Regions from separate parts of the Zea mays genome. Here region 1 is linked to region 2. Evidence: chromatin contacts called from public Hi-C data. All regions are on one chromosome and are shown on one strand. The core of a region is the stretch at or near the end of the contact, and the rest is flanking DNA. Distances in the headings are between cores, read along the strand shown.

Region 1 (5,650 bases), core at 277-2,776, 230 kb after region 2:
TGTTTGTGAGCCAGTGGCCAGTAGCTAGGGCTGGAAACGAGCCGAGCTCTTGGCTCGGCTCGCCCATTGCACGAGCTCAAGAATGAGGCTCAGCTCGCGAGCCGCTCTAATAAATATTATTGCATTATAAAATAATTAAAAATACATAAATGTGGAATATACAATCACCATTCAATATTATCAGTAATCCAAATTATGAAATGTCATAAATTCATCATCAAAAGCTAAGAAACAACCCTATTGTCCAATATCCATTGCTATTTTGTAGATTAATTAATTTCGCACAGCTCGCGAGCCGAGCCGCTCCAAGCTCGAGGCGGCTCGCGAGCCTCGAGCTTTTTTTCAGCCCTACCAGTAGCTAGTGTGGTGAGAAGTCGTGATTGAAAAGAAAGGAAGAATTGTCAGTAGCTTGGGGATCCTGATTCAGATCTAAAATATGAAATATACAAATACTTCTGAGTAAGAACCGTCAGTAGCTTGGGGACCCCCATTCAGATCTAAAATATACAAACACTCCTGAGTAGGTTGCTTACGCTTGAAACTGTTCACTCCAACAACTAACTCGAATTGTGATCGGTCATCCCATTAGCGGAAGTCTTCCCAGCCCTGACATGTTCGTCGAGCAATTTTGACACTTGGGAAATTGCCTAAATTATCAGGATCGGTACTACCATACGATCAGGGGCATCGGCTGAGTGAGATTCAGACCATCTCATTTCGAATTTCCCTCCCGAGAATTATTTTGAAATTTAACTGAACAATCAAGGACTGCTGTTGCAAAATACTACAGCGACCAGTGAGAATTGACCAGCGCTATGGTGGACCAAGAGCCGTATGCGGCACGGTACGTCCAGATCCCAATTCGGGAAATTGCGTATGCAAGCATGAAACGCGTAAAAATATGAAGTACGTTGTACTTGCGAACACATCGAAGAAGCTACTGTCCCTCTTGCAGGAACTCGACGACGCGTTGTCTATCCAGGACTGGAGTCCAGGACGCGACCGGGAAAAAGAGGAGAGGATAGAAAGCGGTAGAGGCGAGGCGAGCGTGTGAAGCACGCGAACCTCGAGGAGGCGGTCTTCGGGCTCGTTGTAGACGAGTGGGATGACGCGCGAGCCGGCGGCCTCGACGAACTTGACGTAGGAGGCGCCGATGTAGGAGGTCGCGGTGGTGTTGCTGATCCTGCCGCCCGCACCGTCCCCTGGGTGCGAGACGATGCCGATGACGGGGCGGTCGTACACGGCGGGGTCCGGCGGCGCGCAGGACAAGGGCCCCGCTCCCCCGCTCGTCGGCAGCCAGATGACCTCCGGCACCCCCGACGACGGCGGGGGCAGGAGGGCGGCCAAGAGGAGGAGAGGGAGGAGCAGTAGCAGATGGGGGCAGCGCGAGTCCATTGGCAACACTGCCGTGCGTCGCCCGCCTGCGTCTGTGCGTGCTGTCTGACGGACGCGAGACAGCGGGCGGTTTCGCTCCAGCCCTCACTAGGGACCACACGAAGTCACGAACATTTGCAAGCAACATTTGTTCTCTATCCTAGTTACTCACTTAAATTATAAACTAGGTACGTGACTATGCATGCTACGGTTTAATTTAAATAAGATAGTTATTCAAACATGTTCAAAATCTTTACAACAATATTAACTATAAAGATAAATTGATATATTTATCACCCTCCACCTATAGAAATAGCATTATAGTATGATTTATAAAAAAAAAACGAAACATACAAGCACATAGAACTTTCACGACATTATGGCTCACTGAGCGATCATTGAGGACACATGCCGTCCATCAAATTCACATGTCAGCCTCTTGAGCAGTGACAACCCGGTCTTGGTCTCCACATGCCGAGTGCTCTATGATGAACGCGGTGTCGGCCTCCCGCGCCTCGCACAGCTCGTGCAGCTCCTCCAGCATGTTCTCGTTGGGGCTCCTGGGCGAGGCCACCAGGAACCTCGCCTGCTTCTTGACGATCGATGGCGCCGGCGGCACTGTGGCGACCTCTATGTTGTCTGCATGGTCCGAGCCAGGCGACACGCCGCTATCGTTGGAGTTGGAGTCATCATAGTCCAGGCCCATGCTAAGGTGGCGCCACAACGGGTTGTTCTTGATGACTGTTAGCAAGTTTTCGCGCTCGTAGTACCTGTTGTCCCGCTGCAGCGGCGTGTGTACGACTTTCACCCTGGAGAAGCAGCTCCGAGACTGGCTCTGATTGATGATGGAGAAGGTCCTGCTTATGATGGCCTGACTGCCCAGCACCGATGCCAAGATCGCCAGCACCAGGTCATCGTACGGTTCCCGTGTTCATCACAGATGCAAAAGTCGTGTGAATCTCTGAAAGCATACTGCAATGTAGAGTACATACGCGAACCAGATAGTGGCAGTAGTGCTACGTACCAGGAACTGCAATGTAGAACCTGGTCTGGTAGCTTGCGTCAAGGTTATGGTGCTGGGTCAAGGTTATGGTGCTGGGACAGATAAGCAGCTTGGTCGATGCATCTAAACTAGGATCAGTGAAGGTTATTACTAACTCGAAAGCAAGCTGCATTTTAAAAAAAATGGTAGACTTCATCAGAGCAAGATTAAACCAATTGCATATAAAAGCACATATTAAAATTCACAAAATATTTTCCATTTATTTACTGTCTCTATATAATAAAACTCAAGCAAGACAAAAAAAGTCCGCATTTAGTTTAAATTTAAGGTTGAGTTCATCACAAATCTTTATGTAGAACACTGAGGAAACCACATTTAACAATGACATGAAAAGAAGATCGATACAAATTAACTCTTTAATTATGCCTCCCAAATGAATCAACTGAGAGTACTTTACAGCCCTTTACAACATCACACATGACAGAATTGACAACGACTTAAGTGTTGTACCCTGGTATCAACTGAGGTCTATGGTGTTACTAATGAAGTGACACACACAACATTTTCCCTAAATATTCTGCTCTAAACAAATGCTAAAACATAAAAAAACTCAAATCAGAAAACTACAGGCACATTAGTAGACAAAGTGGAAACTATAATACATGCAAAATAGTAGGAAAGGAAATCTCAAAGTTAATCCCCAACAGACGAATTGAACACTGCACTGAATCAGCAACAAAAGCATATCACTTTAAACAAACATGTATAAGAACATGTATAATCCCCCAACAGGTATACGAGACTGGCTCACCAAGTTGTTGCAGCTACCACAGTCAATGATGGTATGTACACGGCAGTCCTTGACGATGAAGAACATGTTGAAGAGGTTGTGGCGCTGTCTGTTGTCGTCGTCACTAGCTATGGCACTCAAAGCTCGTTGCACAATCAAGGCCTTATAGGTCTCGGTCGTTGTTGTACCAAGAACCTCTTCATCACCATCATAAGTCTCTACAATGTTAGCTCCAACAGTATCTTCATCTTCAACATCAGAAGCACTAACATATCCACCATCACCAGTTGAGAGCACCTAGAGGGGGGGTGAATAGGTGATCCTGTAAAACTTAAAACTTAACACCACAAACTTGATTAAGAGTTAGAACAATGAAATCAAGTGAGTAGAAAGGAGAGCTCTTGTGAAGCACAATAGACACAATAAGGACAAGCACAAGAGGCACGAGGATTTATCCCGTGGTTCGGCCAAGTACAAAACTTGCCTACTCCACGTTGTGGCGTCCCAACGGACGAGAGTTGCACTCAACTCCTCTCAAGTGATCCAATGATCAACTTGAATACCACGGTGTTCTTCTTTACTTTACTCTTTCCCGTTTGCGAGGAATCTCCACAACTTGGAGTCTCTCGCCCTTACAATAAGAATCACAATGAAGCACTAGAGTAAGGGAGGGAAGCAACACACTCAAATCCACAGCAAATACGCACACACAAGATCAAGACTTGAGCTCAAAAGAGTATCACAAGGTTCTCACTAGAACGGAGCTCAAATCACTAAGAATGTCAAACAAGTGCGCAAGAATGAAGTGTGAGTGATCAACAATGCTCAAGGAATGCTTGGTGTACTCCTCCATGCGCCTAGGGGTCCCTTTTATAGCCCCAAGGCAGCTAGGAGCCGTTGAGAGCATTTCAAGAAGGCAATTCTTGCCTTCTGTCGCCTAGCGCACCGGACAGTCCGGTGCACCACCGGACACTGTCCGGTGCGGATCTCTTTCCTTATTTGGCGAAGCCGACCGTTGCAGATTCCGAGCCGTTGGCGCACCGGACACTGTCCGGTGCACACCGGACAGTCCGGTGCCCCCTTCTGACCGTTGGCTCTGCCACACGTCGTGCGCGGATTCCGCGGCCGACCGTTGGCCCGGCCGACTGTTGGCTCACCGGACAGTCAGGTGCACCACCGGACAGTCCGGTGATTTATAGCCGTACGCCGTTAATTGCTTCCCGAGAGCAGCCAGTTGACAGACACCGGCCTGGCGCACCGAACACTATCCGGTGCACCACCGGACACTGCCCGGTGCACCACCGGACAGTCCAGTGCACCCAGATCGAGTTGTCTTTGGCTGATCAAAGCCATCTCTTTTCCAACTTGATTTCTCCTGTTTCCAGCACTTAGACACAATACATTAGTCTCCAAAACAATGTACTAAGTCTTAGAAACATACCTTTTTACTTGATTTGCACTTTGTCCATCACTTTGCATAGATCAACACAAGTCCACTTGTGTTGGCACTCAATCACCAAAATACTTAGAAATGGCCCAAGGGCACATTTCTCTTTCAATCTCCCCCTTTTTGGTGATTTATGCCAACACAATAAAAAGCAACTAAAGGAAGTGCAATATCAATACAAATGAGAACTCAAAATTGTTTTGATTTAATTTTGGCATATATGGATCATTCTTTGCCACCACTTGGTTTGTTTTTGCAAATCAAACTCAATTTCCTATCTCTAAGTCAAACACACTTGTTGAAACATAAAGAGAGATATTTCAAGAGAAATTGATCAAAGATTCAAAAACTCCCCCTTTTTCCCATAATCAAGCCTTCTCCCCACAAGAGACCAATGCTTTGACAATAAGAGACAAACAAGAGTATTTAGACAAACAAAAACTCTAACTCTACTTTTTCAAAATTCTCAAGTGGTAGCTGATCCATTTCTTGCTTTGGCCTTATTTTCTCCCCCTTTGGCATCAAGCACCAAAACGGGATTAATCTTGGCCCTTTAACCCCATTGCCTCACCAAAATCTTCAACTAAGAGTAAAAAGGCAATAAGAGTACAAAGATGAACTTGGAATTAGTTACTCATTCATCGGAGTGCAGTGGAAGTCTTGCATGGTCCAAGTCCACCTTTCCCTTTCAAACCTCCTTTGAGACTAAATTAAGCAAACTCAAGTACACAGTTAGTCTCAAAGAGTCAAGTTGTAGCACATCTCCCCCTAAATATGTGCATCACTTGCAAATGAACTTGTGAGGTCCGGGGAGTGCTTGTACAACTTGAGCACCATAAATAAACAACAAAATGCATTAAGGAACATGATCAAAGCATAAAACATATGTATGCTATAAATCAATCCAGGTTCCGCGAATCTAAGACATTTAGCTCACTACGCAGCTTGCAAAAGATCGACTCGTCTAGAGGCTTGGTAAAGATATCGGCTAGCTGGTTCTCGGTGCTAACATGAAACACTTCGATATCTCCCTTTT
Region 2 (5,504 bases), core at 1,882-4,381:
CAAGTGGTTTTGGTTATTTGATCCAAAAATAGGAAGTAAGTGAATTATGGAGTTAGGGGGAGGCTTAAGTCCATAATATCACATTGTGGGGACAATCATGCATCTTAGCAAGTAGACTGCATATTTTCACTCAAATACTTGTATTATTTGCTTGCTTTGGTTGTGTTGTCATCAATCACCAAAAAGGGGGAGATTGTAAGGAAAATGGACCCCGGGCCATTTGGCTAATTGAGTTTTGGTGTTTGATGAACAACACAATCTGTGAACTAATAAGTTTTCTAGTGTTTGTGTTTGTAGTTCACAGAATGCGAAGAGAATTGGACCAAGGCAATGAGGATGCAACACCTCAAAAGAAGACATAAAAAGATGCATAGGAGTCCAATACTCAAGAACAAAGAAGCCCGAAGAAATCAGCGAAGAATTCCAAGATAAGGGCTGTCAGCCAGCGCCTGGTGGCGCACCGGACATTGGTGTCCGGTGTGCACCGGACTGTCCGGTGAGGCACCGGACAGCCTGCGCAGAGAGGCCGCAGACAGGCGCTCTCTGGCTGTAGCACCGGACTGTCCGGTGTGCACCGGACTGTCCGGTGTGCCAACGGGCAGACGGCAACGGTCGGATCCAACGGTCGACTGCTACAGGCGCCAACGGTCGGCTGACGTGGCGTGCACCGGACATCTACTGTGCAGTGTCCGGTGGTGCACCGGACTGTCCGGTGCACCCGACGACAGAAAGCTGCTGCTTTCTGTCCAACGGCTAGTTGGGGGTGTGGAGGCTATAAATACCACCCCAACCGGCCATTCTCAAGTGTGAGAGCCCAAGCAACATACCAAGGCATATAGTGCACATTTCCAAGAGCTCAAACACCCAAGTGCTTAATAGAATCACTCGGTGATTAGCATAGGTGCTTTGCGAAGTGCTTAGGTTAGTTAGACCGCTTTAGCGCTTGCTCTAGGTGAACCCTAGTTAGTTGAGTGAGTTTTGTAAAACCACACAACCCCTCGGCTCTTGCGTGAGTCGTTGTAATTGTACCAAGTGGGGCAAGAGTCTTGCGAGACCGTGACAACCGCGTTTGTGTCACGGCCGCCACCGTGTACCGGAGGGAACGAGGCCCGCGGCGTTTCGGCCGGAAGCTCGATAGTGGAGACGGCGGGGAGCGTCCGAGAGGAGCCGGAAGCGGAGCACCACTTGCGCGTGGAGAAGGCCCGCGGCTCTCTACGGAGTTACTCGACCGAGGTGCTTGGCCCTCGCGTGGGCTTCCCTTCGCGTAGGGGCACCAACGAGGATTAGTCGGGACCTTGCACGGTTCCGGATACCTCGGTAAAAATACCGGCGCCATCCACGAGAGTTTGCTTCTCTACTTTGCTCTTTAAGTTTCCGCATTAATATTAAGCATTTAAGTTTCAATCTTGTATTCATACATATCTAGTGTAGATTGAAACTTAGCCTTTGCGGTAGAGATAGCAACACTTAGACAAAACCTAGTTTGCACATTCTAGTTTGACTATTTGCATAGGTTTTGCTCTAGGGATTTAATTGTGGCCTAGTTTAGCGAAAGTTTTAGAAGTCCTAATTCACCCCCCCTCTTAGGCGTCACCCGTTTCCTACAAAGACTGTTCCACGTAATCGGTCAACAAAGAAACCCCGGTCACCTGCTAAAACAAAACGGTCAAACAAAACGACCCGAAAGGCGACACAACAAGCATCGCCTATTCATTCTATGAGACCAGGGTACTTTCCACCTATTTACTCATCGTCGGTATATTATCCTGTTCAAACATGGAATGGCACGATGATGAATCCATGGTACATGTATAGTCCCTTCGTCTATCCAGACTGGGGGGCACCTCCATTCTATTCCTTTTGATCCATTGATCAAATGGTCATGGCCGAGAAATATACAATCCGAAACGGCCTTTATATTGGTGCTTTATTGAATAAACTCCATATCGAAAAGCCGATGACCTACATCAGGTTTAGTCCATATGATTTTGGTTCGTCAACCTTCACCAAAAGGCAGGTTACGATGGACCAAGCTCCGACGATACATGAACCAAACACACAGATAATGAACATCTACATATAATTTAAGAGTAAAATACAGTTTAGCGTTAATAACAATTGAACGAAGTTCAGTAGCATGTCCGTTCTGGTTTTAACCTATATCGACTTGTATTAATTCTATAATATTTTGTCTCTACAATTTCAGTTCGAACAGCTAGATTTAATTCGAAGCGAAGCCTTTTAATTTTTTTTCAGGGTTTTGAATTTTTTTTGTTCGGTTACTGAACTGTGAACGGAATGAGTAATATATTGTCCTGTGGATTAGGTTCGGCCACGAGGAGACAGGATCCCTCACCCGCGCCGCGTGCCGGGGTATGGGAGTGGGTGTGGTGTGCTGGGCTTTGTTGATTTTTAATACTCTCTCTCTCTCCGCCTAAATAGTTGTTTTCTAATACAATTATTTAATATATATAATATTTTAGTTCTTGTTTTATGTGTATTACATCTTTTTGCTTATTTCAAAATTCTATGACTAAATCTACGTCAACTACTTTGGACGGAGGGCGTGGAGCGAAGCCAAGGCAAAGGCAGCGTCGGGCTTTACTCTTTTCGCTTTCTTTCGGGGGAATAAAACGCTCCCCCAGATCCTGAACGTTGGGGCTCTCGCTCTCGAGCGCAGCAAACCTGAACGCTTTCAGTGTGAAAGATTACACTTACACGAGTAGAAAATAGTACTACTAGTAGTCTAGTAATAAGAAATTTGAAATATTCAGCTCTTTCACGTGTACAACAAATCAAATGGAGACCCCGCCGAGTATGGGCCGTGCGTTCAGGTTTGTCGTGAAGTGATGATACACAGCACAGGATACGTTCCAGTAACACGAGAGCAAGCAATCTATGGGTAATCACGGCAAGGAGCAGTGCCAGCACCGCGCGGCTGTCAGCTCGTCTGGTCTCTGGGCGGCCCTGGGGCCTGGGCCCGTAACGCCTCCCTACTCCCTAGCTAGGCCAGCGGGTAGCAGAGCAGGGTGCACACCCAGGCAGCCAGCTGCGAGCGGCGAGTTCTGTAAATGCGGGAGGCCGGTGCCCGTGCGGTGCCTTTTGCCTTGCCTGCCTGCCTTCCTTCTCGTAGAAGATAAGCAAAGCAAGGCAACCGTTGTCGTTGTCTCTGTTCCTCCGCTTCCTGCTCTCTTGGCTTGCTGCTTGCCCTCGGAGCAGTGCCTTCCGCCGCCGCCGCCGCCGCCTGTTGTGAGAAGGAGAGGCCGGGGCTGGGAGGAGATGAGCGTGACCAAGTTCATCAAGTGCGTCACGGTGGGGGACGGCGCGGTGGGCAAGACCTGCATGCTCATCTGCTACACCAGCAACAAGTTCCCCACGGTAACGCACTGACGCTCATGCATGAGCTCACGACACTCATTCCGTCCTCTGCTCTGCACTGCACTGCACTGCTCGCTGAAACTGACGGCGCCCTGTTCTCTGGGTTCCTGACAGGATTACATCCCCACGGTGTTCGACAACTTCAGCGCCAACGTCTCCGTGGACGGCAGCATCGTCAACCTGGGCCTCTGGGACACTGCAGGTACTGGCTGCTGCTTCCGCTCCCACGGCTGAATCTCTACAGCTGCTCTATCAATGTGTTCCCTTCCTTCTCTGTTCCGTTCAGGACAAGAGGACTACAGCAGATTGCGGCCACTGAGCTACAGGGGCGCGGACGTGTTCGTGCTGGCCTTCTCCTTGATCAGCAGGGCGAGCTATGAGAACGTCCTTAAGAAGGTATGGTGGTAGGATCAGCACGTGCTTGTGATTGTAGATAGAGAAGCCAGGAAGGAAAGCCTTGGAATTTTAGATCTGTAGAGCAAGTGCCTGTGTGGAGCAGTTTATCAGAATGATGACCATTCTGTTCAGAATATACCTAGCAGTTTCTCAGAATGATGGCTGGAGCATTCTGAACTGACCATTCTGTTCCTGAACAACGAAACAGTGGGTGCCAGAGCTTCGCAGATTCGCGCCCGACGTCCCGGTCGTTCTTGTCGGGACCAAGTTAGGTGAGGAAGTGCTGAACGCGACCTTAATTTCATGAGCTTTAACGCCGGTCAGTTGAGGAATTTCGGTTGGAAACTGTCCAGATCTCCGTGACCACAGGGCCTACCTTGCTGACCATCCTGGAGCGTCGACGATCACGACGGCACAGGTTTGCTCTTCCATAGTATACCCATTTCCAATGCCGAATGCAGACAGACAGTTATCAGAAGCGTGATGCAGTCTCTCTTTAACTCCATCTTCCTCTTCTTTTTTTTTTCCTTTCACGCAGGGCGAAGAACTGAGGAGGCAGATCGGCGCTGCGGCTTACATCGAGTGCAGTTCCAAAACGCAGCAGGTAGTAGCCATGAGACCATGTCCTGTTTCAGATATGGATGGGTTGCTGTTTGGTTGATTAAAAACTACTAGACACGTATGGACTGTTTGTAAATGTAACAGACTGATTTTACTGACCTGTTTGTTGTTCAATTGTACTGTTGGCCATACTAGAATGTCAAGTCGGTCTTCGACACAGCCATCAAAGTGGTCCTTCAGCCCCCGCGGAGGAGGGAGGCGACGCCTGCCAGGAGGAAGAACAGGCGTGGCTCCGGGTGCTCTATCATGTAAGCTCCATCTTTCCACCGTATACTAGTTGGTTGGTCATATGCCTTCTAATATCTCCAGCAGTCAAAGCTTACTCATCCCCGTCTATCATTTCAATCTCGGCCACGGCTATATGCGTGATCTGCTGACCGTAGCCTAATAGCGATTACAATCCAGTGAAAATCCAGCAGTCTATTGGTCAATTTGCCAGAAAAAACCAGGCGTCTGGTTCATCGACTTCTGTTCGGACTTAAGAACAAACCATTTGGAACGATTCTTTTGTAACAAAAAAAAATTGATTTACTGATGTGTTTTCTTTGGTAACGACTCATGTCTTGCCCGCAGGAACCTCATGTGTGGCAGCACGTGCGCTGCTTAGGAGTCTAGAACACTGATCTGGAAGGAGGTGAAGGTGAAGGCATGGTGTCTATGTGCTATGGCGACTGGCAAGTTAATGGGGCCGCATGGATGACTGCTGCTCTTGTTTTTTTAAGCTCGTCTGCCGTATGCTTTGTTTTTTTAGGCTTCAAGGACTGACAATTGCAAGAATGCAGTGTTTATGTAAGAGGTTGTTTGCTGGAATAGGATTGCTGTAACTGTAATGTTGTTCTCCGAGAGCAATGTGGCATTACCTGCTGGCTGCTGCTGCCGCGCCGCCTGTGTTCTCATGCGTGCTCACTCACTGGCAATGGCTGCCGGACACGAGCCTGCGCCCCTTTTCGGTTTCTATAAATATACTCTATTTGAGGCTGTGCAGCAGCATGGCACCAACGCCAACGCCATAAAAGATTCGACATTAAAAAAAACGGCAAATCTGCTCTTTCGACTCTTCAGAACGTTGAGTTTTGGACTTGGATTGCAAATCTGCTCCAATTGAAATT

Evidence for each region. Hi-C and Micro-C count contacts between places; a contact is called where the count stands out from the background.
Region 1: a contact with region 2 is called in a Hi-C map of bundle sheath, with 2.6 times the contacts expected there. The contact joins the promoter of LOC100274493 here to the promoter of LOC542503 in region 2. A contact is called at or near these places in 3 of 25 Hi-C or Micro-C datasets (bundle sheath, endosperm and tassel).

The regions. Positions count from the first base shown.
Region 1 is chr8:126,306,482-126,312,131 of Zm-B73-REFERENCE-NAM-5.0, forward strand. LOC100274493 reads right to left here and starts at 1,527. Exons shown (of 10, transcript NM_001365847.1): 1 at 1,066-1,527. The coding sequence starts at 1,395.
Region 2 is chr8:126,077,991-126,083,494 of Zm-B73-REFERENCE-NAM-5.0, forward strand. LOC542503 (Rho-related protein from plants 7) reads left to right here and starts at 3,132. Exons shown (of 8, transcript NM_001112053.1): 1 at 3,132-3,378; 2 at 3,493-3,580; 3 at 3,665-3,774; 4 at 3,983-4,046; 5 at 4,128-4,192; 6 at 4,313-4,378; 7 at 4,531-4,643; 8 at 4,969-5,217. The coding sequence starts at 3,280. The coding sequence ends at 5,002.